Linked DNA regions of Mus musculus: region 2 is linked to region 1. A link is a contact called in public Hi-C data. All regions are on one chromosome and are shown on one strand. Each heading gives the region's core, a stretch centred on a gene start, on an enhancer-like site or on the middle of the called end of the contact. The rest is flanking DNA. Distances are from core to core; before and after follow the strand shown. Region 1 has its middle 6.5 kb from the start of Gm39767. Region 2 overlaps Myo3a (myosin IIIA).

Region 1 (4,184 bases), core at 453-2,952:
GCTGATATCAAACAAATGATAGCATACCAAAGGCAATATGGATGTGAAAGCCAGAGTTAGAGTGAATGAAAATGTTTGTCACTGGTTTAAGCAAAACACACAAACAAAGAGAATAATTATATTGGCTATGGCTTGACAACAGTAAATAAAATCCAGGGAACCATTATGGCCTGAGTCTTGAGTTGATCTTCTCTCTCTCTCTCTCTCTCTCTCTCTCTCTCTCTCTCTCTCTCTCTCTCTCTGTCTCTCTCTGTCTGTCTCCCTCTGTCTCTGTCTCTCTCTGTCTCTCTCTCTCTCTGTCTTTCTCTCTGTCTCTCTCTCTCTCTGTCTCTCTAATAATCAAAACAAAAATCATATCTGTTTCAGTCATGGAATGTGGAATCTAGTCATAAAAAGAACTTAAATAAGCCAGGGTAACAATGGCAATCAAGTGTAGAGAACAGGTATCTTGAAGGACTTGAACATTTTTATTTTTGTTTACATTTATTTGTCTTTTTCTGTAGTGCATGCACACACATATACACATTGGCCCTATTGAAGTACTTTTGAAGTGATACAAATGCATATATTCCTTAGTGCCTTGGTTTCTTTCCCCATTGTTGTGGTAAAATCCTTTGACAAAAACTTTAGGGAGAAAATTTATTTAGCTCACCGTTCAATGTACACAGCCCATTAAGGCAAAGAAGTCACAGCAGCAGGGGCTTGGAGAAGCTAGCTAGTCATCACAATCGTCACCTGGTCTTCTCTATTCTAAATACAGCCCAGAATGCCCTGCCCCGAAACTGCCCACAGTTAAAATGGGTCTTAATCTGATTAATTCCCAAGAAGCCCCTCTCCAGGGGATTCTAGATTCTGTCAAGTTGATGATGAACACTAGCCAGAACACTCAGGAATGCCAGTTAGGGCTGCTATACTGAGAAGCATCTCTTCATTTGTAGATCTAGAGAGAACAAAGCAAGGAGTTGAGAAACAGGTATGCACTATTTCCAGTGAGTAGGTTCACTGCACACGCAAGTGTGCCCTGCTCCTACACACTCACGTTCCTCTCAAAGCCACTGATGTTTCCCAGAAGGGGGGACCAGAGCCAGCCACACATACTGATCTGTATGGCACCTCTGTTTCTCCTCTTTCTCTGTTCTTAATGTTTGCTCTTCCCTTGGCTTTCCTTCCCTCTGGAATTCTTACTGCTATATTATATTCAAGGACAGCTTCTTTGAGCTAAACAGGACTCCCTGGGAACCTAATGGAACACACTGTATAATTTAGGCAAGACCTCAGCTGAACGATATGTTTGCACACTTATTTTATTTTATTTTTATATTTTATAATGTGACTGTACTTGATGTCCTGCTTGGGTAATTAAAAATAAAGTGATGAATTATTTTACATATTTAAAATGCATTATCTCTGAGCTTATGCTATAAGCCTCAAGTAAGTTTCTGTGACTCTGGAAGCTAACACACATATACATTACAAAAACAGTTGGGGTAAAATATGGTGCATGTCTTAGGTGGTTAAAATGAAAGACAGATGAGTCCTTAGATTATCCTCTGAATGCCTCTAGTCAAATTTGTCAGTTTGCTGGGAAAATTGTTGAGTCACCTACTTGAGCCAAAATGATCAACTGAATTTTTAGAACTTTCAAAGACCAAAGCCATGGAGAGATGTGGGTAAATAATTACTGAGTGAGTGTTCGTTGAGGCTCTGTCATTGTAAAATCCTGAAGCTGAAGCTGCTCCTCTGTCCTGTATGTAGCACAGATGAGGTTGCACAGTTAGGGTGTGGTTAGCATTAAGTAATGAAAAGTGTCTACTCAGTATGAGTGACATTATGAGAGAGAGAGACAGAGAGAGAGAGAGAGAGAGGGGATAAAGAGGAGAGATCAACTCAGAACTCAGGCATACTGTTCTAAAAAGCAAAACAAAAATCTCAGATTATACTGTCCTATCCACTTCATAAAATCCAGGTGCCACTAAGGCCGAGGATACCAAATATGTATCAGGTACAGAATCATAGAAGCAGAGAGACATTACCACCTGTCTCTGTCCATTAGCATCATCCACAGATAAGGAGGCAGATGGTACCCCATGAAGAGCTCCAAGATCATGTCATTTACAGCAGGACGGAAGAGAACTAGGATCTTCTCACTTCTAGACCATTTTCATTTGACTGCAACACACTGTTTCTCGGTATAAAATGTAGAATCCAATTCATTTTATTTATGTATCTAGTCTTAGATTGGCCTAATTGAGCATGGAAAATGAGCCTAGGTGAGAGAGATGGTAAACAGCACACACTGAAAAGACACCATCATTCTGAGTAATGTGGTTTTTTTTTTTTTCGCACTGAAAGATTATTTTCACTTCAAGCTTTGTAAAACACCTTTTGGAGTTAATTATATATATATATGTGTGTGTGTGTGTGTGTGTGTGTGTGTGTGTGTGTGTGTGTGTGTATGTGTGTATATATATATATATATATATATATTAAAACTTATAGGCTAGCGTTTTCCAGGATACATTCTGGCCATTAAACTCCAGATGTATTTTAAGAAATAGTACATAGAAAAAGGGTGGCATCTTCCAGCTGAATGTTGCAGACTTTTTATGATTATCTAATGTTTATTTCATATAATTTTCATAGCCTGGTATAAAAGATCAAAAACCTCAAAACACAAGAGACTGACAAGATGGCTCATTTGGTAAACAAACTTGAGGTTAGGCCTGACAAACTGAGTTTTATCCTGGGTTCCACATGGTAGAAGAAAAAAAAAAAAAAAAACAACTCATCCAAGTTATCTACTGATCTCCAAATGGTATATGTACTAAATAAATAAATAAATAAATAAATAAATAAATAAATAAATGTAACCCAAAAGTATACAACAGAAGCTAAGTCATACTCAAGTATTATAGTCAATCATGTCTTTAAAAACATAGCTAGAAAAACTCTAGAATTATGTATGAGATGTGAAGCTATATTTAGGCATAAATCACTATGGGAATAGCTAATATTCATTAGCCATGTTCACTGTATTAACACTCTGCATATATCCAATCCCTATGACAAAGTAGATACAGTCATTTCTCTTCTTCCATAAATAAAACTGAAGCACAGGAAGGTAAAATTGATTAAGGCAGAACCAGAAGTTTAGCTTTCACAACCTGGTTCCTAGTTTTTGTCTTAGAAATATAAAATATGCCTAGAAATATGCATGTTCATCAATGGAATCAAATCAAAGACCCAGAAAATAAAGCCAAACAATTATGGATACTTTATTTTTTATAAAGAAGCCAAAACCATACAATAGAGAAACAAAAGCATCATCAACAAATGGTGTAATTGAATGTCTAAATGTAGAAGAATGAAAAAAGATCCATATTTAACATCCTGCACAAAACTCAAGTCTAAGTGGATCAAGACCTCGACATAAAACCTCATACACTAAATATCATAGAACATAAAGTGGGAAATATCCTTGAACACATTGGTACAGCAGACACTTTCTTGAACAGAACACCAGTGGTTCAGGCTAGAAGATCAATAATTGATAAATGGGACCTCATGAAACTGAAAAGCTTCTCAAAGACAGAGGACCCTGTTAATAAGACAAAATGGCAGCCTATAGATTGTGTAACGATCTTCACTAATTCTACATCTGACAGAGTGTTAATATCCAAAATTTACAAAGAACTCAAGAAGTTAGACATCAACAACTCAAATAGCCCAATTTAAAAATAGGACACAGAGCTAAACAAAGAATTCTTCTCAAGGAATCTCAAATGATCGAGAATCACTTAAAGAAATGTTCAAGGCCCTTCATCATCAGGGAAATACAAATCAAAATAGATCTGAGATTTAATCTTATACCAGTCAGAATGGCTAAAATAAAAACAAAAAAACCTCAAGTGATAGCTCATGCTGATGAGGATGTGGAGCAGGGGGAACACTTGTGCATTGATGGTGGGAGTGCAAACTTGTACAACCATTTTGATAATCAATTTGTTGGTTTCTCAGAAAACTGGGAATAGTTCTACCTGAAGATCTCAAGAACACTTCTGGGCAAATACCCAAAAGATGTTCTACCATCCCACAAAAACAGTTGCTCAACTATATTCATAGCAGTTTTATTTGTTATAGTTGGAAACCAGAAACAACCTAGATGTCCCTCAACTGAAGAATGG
Region 2 (4,184 bases), core at 493-2,992, 290 kb before region 1:
TGAATTTAAAGTAATTTGAATTTTATAAGAAAAGGATTAAACTTTTAATATGTAAAGACTGTGGGACTTTTAAAGTTGTTTAAGATATTGGGGATGAATAAGTACTAAGGGTTGAGGCTTACTATTGATGTGTTTGTGTGTCACGTTGACAAGGGGTCAATTGTACTGACTAGTTTTGTGTCAACTTGACACAGCTGGAGTTATCACAGAGGAAGGAGCTTCATTTGAGGAAATGCCCCCATGAGATCCAACTGGAAGGCATTTTCTCAATTAGTGAGCAAGGGGGAAAGGCCCCTTGTGGGTGGGACCATCTCTGGGCTGGCAGTCTTGGGTTCTATAAGAGAGCAGGCTGAGCAAGCCAGGATAAGCAAGACAGTAAAGAACATCCCTCCATGGCCTCTGCATCAGCTCCTGCTTTCTGGCCTACTTGAGTTCCAGTCCTGACTTTCTTCAGTGATGAACAGCAGTATGGAAGTGTAAGCTGAATAAACCCTTTCCTCCCCAAGTGCTTCTTGGTCATGATGTTTGTGCAGGAATAGAAACCCTGATTAAGACAGGTGGCATCATCCTTTCTGTAGATTATGATCCTACACTAAATAAAGAGGCGAAAGAGGAAGCTGCTGACACCAGCTCATTTTTGCTTACTGACTGTGAGCACAACGTGAGCGGCCACCTCATTTCCAGCCACCATGCTTTCCCATCTTGTCTCCTCAAACTGTGAGCTTAAATAAACCATTCCCTCCTTATGTTACTTTAGTATTATGTTTTGTTACAAGAAAAGTAATAGGTTACTTTCTTATCCAAAGTATAAACACACAAACTGTCTGAAAATATGAATACAGAAATTTAAAGTGAATAAGCAATCTTTACCCTTCAAATTTACATCTTTGTTTGAATTTTATCTTTTAAATCCCATAAAAGAAAGTGTGAGTTACCTAAGAATTAAAACAGTAATGTTTTACACAAGATCTATAATTATTTATTACCTAATTTTTAGGACTTAGCATCTCTTACAAACAATAAAATGCAGTTTGGGGAGCCATATTAGTTAAAACTATATGCAAGAAGCATAGGAACTTGCTTTTTTCCAGATAAAAGTTTAAAAAGATCAAAATCATTATTTGATAAGAATAGAGTTATGAAAGTCAGATTGTTAAATTTTATCTAGAGATAATAGTATGCTTGAAAATATAGGAACTTTATTTCCTTCATTTTTAATTTCATTGATATTTTATACTATATTATAATATGGTATGAAAATATTCCATATTTAGAAAGTAGAGATTTGGATATAAAATTCAGTCAATCAGCCAACCAAACGACCAATCATAATGAAAACTGCGGAGAGGGCAACACTGAAATCATGCAGAATCTATCCACTTGCACCAGATGCAGTGAGCTCATCTAGGATGTCCTGGCAGTGGGCCTCATTCTCAATCTGGACACAGTGAAATGGTGAAGAGAGAGAAGAGGAAATGCCTGTCTTTGGCTTTAAGACTCACCCCACAAGATGGGGCCCATGCTTGGTGTTGTAATCAGGGCCCAGAGTCTGTGGCTAGACAGGCCCTAACTAAGCCTTAGGGGAGAACCTGCTATTATTCTCTTAGACAGACAAAGTACACTGACAACTAATGATTTAATGCTACCCACAGATTGATTTATCTCAGCCTTCATCAAAGCTTCCTTCTGAAGTAGATGCTGACTAATAGAGGCCAAACTGGTTAGTGTCAGAGGTCAAGAGGCTGCAGAGTGCACCCAGGACATCTCATAGAGACCACAACATTTTACACTGCCATGAGCAATGAATGGGCAAGGGTTCAAGTTTCCCCCAAACCTCATCGGTTCCCAGCATCATCTGCCTTTGTAAGTTCAGCCATATGAACATTATATCAAACAGTATTTCTTTATGTTTTTAGCTTAACTTTTCCCAAAGCCTAAAAGTGATAAACATTTTTTCTAAATGTTGCTGTGAAGCACTCACTTATATTTACGTTGGGTGGGTCCATTTTATTAGGTGAGATTTCTATTATTCTCACTAGCTGAGAGAGCTTTAGATTTAGCACGGGCATTGGATTTCAACAGTTTCATGGTTCCTGCTTCCCACCTCCATCCCCAGTTTTAATTTATTAAGTGCAACTATGGCCTGAGAATTTTTGTTTTAGCAAATTTATTTTAAGATTTAAATAAACTAGTGTTTTAGAACAAATCCCTCTCAGACAATGCCCGTGCCTACAGAATGTCAGGCTTGTTCTTTGTAATGTCTTTGTCTTTCTTTGTCCGTCTAAGGCTAGCTTCCAAAAAAAGAAGTCAATAAATCCAATTATTTTTAAAATATTTCAAAAGATTCTTGTTTCAAAAAAAAAAGTCAGCTTAAAGAATTCATGGATGCAGTTATCTAGTAAGCTAAGCATCAATAAAAACCAGAAAAACAGAGAATTACTTAGTAACAGGGACATAGCAGCATGCAGACCACATGCATTTCTTATGTACTCCCAAGTCTGTGCTATTCCTGTCCTTTGTCCCTATTCACAGGATGGACGCCCTAATTCTGGTGAGCGGGCTGATCATGCTCACTCTCTCCCAGCTTGTTCATTAAGTATAGTATACAAGGTCAGAAGAGAAAAGTTGAGAACAGAGTTTCTTTCCTTAGTCCAGAGTTCTGCTCAAGAAGCAAGAACATGTGATTTGGATCCCTGGTACCACTGGCAGCTCTGAAATAGTGGACCAGAGATTTTGCCGACAGGCTGCCATAACAACAGAGAGCTGCAAATTCCTCCTCAGTGTACCTGATATTATCTATGAGAGAGTGTGATTTTCTTAGTTCAAATCTAAGAAAAAAATTGAAAATAATGGAGATGCTGGTAATTGCAAGATGGTGAGCAGCTCTGTGAGAGCAGCAGGCTAACTATAGACCATGTAGTATAGGAGGCAGCAACAAAGAAACAGCTAAGAACTCTGTAGGGGTCCTCAAAGACTACTCACAGAAAGTGTGCCTGCATTTAGCTGATCAAACTGTGAAGCAATTCTCTGTCCCCAGGACATTGCTGAAATCTATAGAGAAATCAGCAGACAGTAGGTGGAGTTCAATAGCTTGGTGTCATACAGAAGCAGACTGGCTTAATAGAAAATCAAAGAAAGACCTAGCCAGGGCCTGGGAGATAGCTCAGTTGGTATGTGCTTGTTTTTCAAGTACAGGGACCTGACTCTGGTTCCCAGAACTAATGTATAGGTAGCAGAGGTAACGCATGTGAGTAATCCCAAAATTGGGGAGGTGGAGCCAGCATGATCTCAGGGGCTTTCTGACCTTAGCCTAGGTGGTGAGAGTCCCTGACTTATGAGAAACCATGTTTCAATGAAAATGGCAGACAGAGCCTAAGGAATAACACCTTATATCTCTGGCCCCACAGATCCACACACCTACATGCATGCACCCACTCATATATGTGTACACTCTCCAACACTAGAAGGTAGAAAGAAATCCCTGTTAGAAAGCACTGTCATTGTTAGATAACTGTGAAAATGTCAAAGCCAGGTCTCTAAAGAGTAATGTAAGGAGAAATCCATTTTAGTAAAATACTTAGTTGTATTTACTTAACAAGCCCAAACTGTAAGTCCTCCAAGAGAACTGGCATTTAGAATTCCTACAAAAAGGACGACCTAAAATGCCCAGTTTTCAGTCGCACTATGAGACAAAGGGAGAAATAAGAAAATGCTATTATATAGACATGAAAAAAAAAAAAGGCAACAAGCACTGTATGTGAAAGGATGCTGACGATGTGCCTGACAGACAGAGGCAGGTATGAAAAAATGTGTTCAAATACTAAGGAAAACTATCATTAAAGGAAGAAAGGTTTTTACGTTAATGCCAAACAGGGAATACTAAAACAGAACTAAAATTTTTTATTACAATTACATTATTTTCTTCTTCCCGTTCCTTCCTCCAATGAACCTGTACCTGTTTGTGCTCTTTCAAATTCATAGTCTCTTAATTGGGGCTGGCTTAGAGTTCAGAGGTTTAGTCCATTATCAGCATGGCAGGAAGGATGGTAACCCATAGGCAGACATAGTGCTGGAGAGGTAGCTGAGAGTTCTACATCAGGATCACCAGGCAACAGGAAGAGAGAATGACACTGAGCCTGGCTTGAGCATCTGAAATCTCAAAACCCACCTATGACACACTTCCT

What was found. A called contact is a pair of places that touch in the nucleus more often than the background predicts.
Region 2: a contact with region 1 is called in a Hi-C map of the N1E-115 cell line, with 2.9 times the contacts expected there. The contact joins two enhancer-like sites. A contact is called at or near these places in 1 of 15 datasets of contacts at CTCF or cohesin (the NIH/3T3 cell line), 2 of 484 Hi-C or Micro-C datasets (the N1E-115 cell line and nephron progenitors), 2 of 115 datasets of contacts at active chromatin or transcription factors (embryonic basal ganglia and embryonic stem cells) and 1 of 9 other capture datasets (pancreatic islet).

What each region holds. Positions count from the first base shown.
Region 1 is chr2:21,968,564-21,972,747 of GRCm38.p6, reverse strand. No RefSeq gene overlaps it. Among named protein-coding and RNA genes, the nearest start is that of Gm39767, 6.5 kb to the right of the region's middle. Within about 2 kb of position 1,702, at least 5 of the 459 cell types and tissues checked have an H3K27ac peak or open chromatin away from gene starts, as enhancers often do. A contact at or near this core is called in the N1E-115 cell line, where this site is marked.
Region 2 is chr2:22,254,604-22,258,787 of GRCm38.p6, reverse strand. All of the region lies in intron 3 of Myo3a (myosin IIIA), which reads right to left. Among named protein-coding and RNA genes, the nearest start is that of Myo3a, 29 kb to the right of the region's middle. Within about 2 kb of position 1,742, at least 3 of the 459 cell types and tissues checked have an H3K27ac peak or open chromatin away from gene starts, as enhancers often do. A contact at or near this core is called in the N1E-115 cell line, where this site is marked.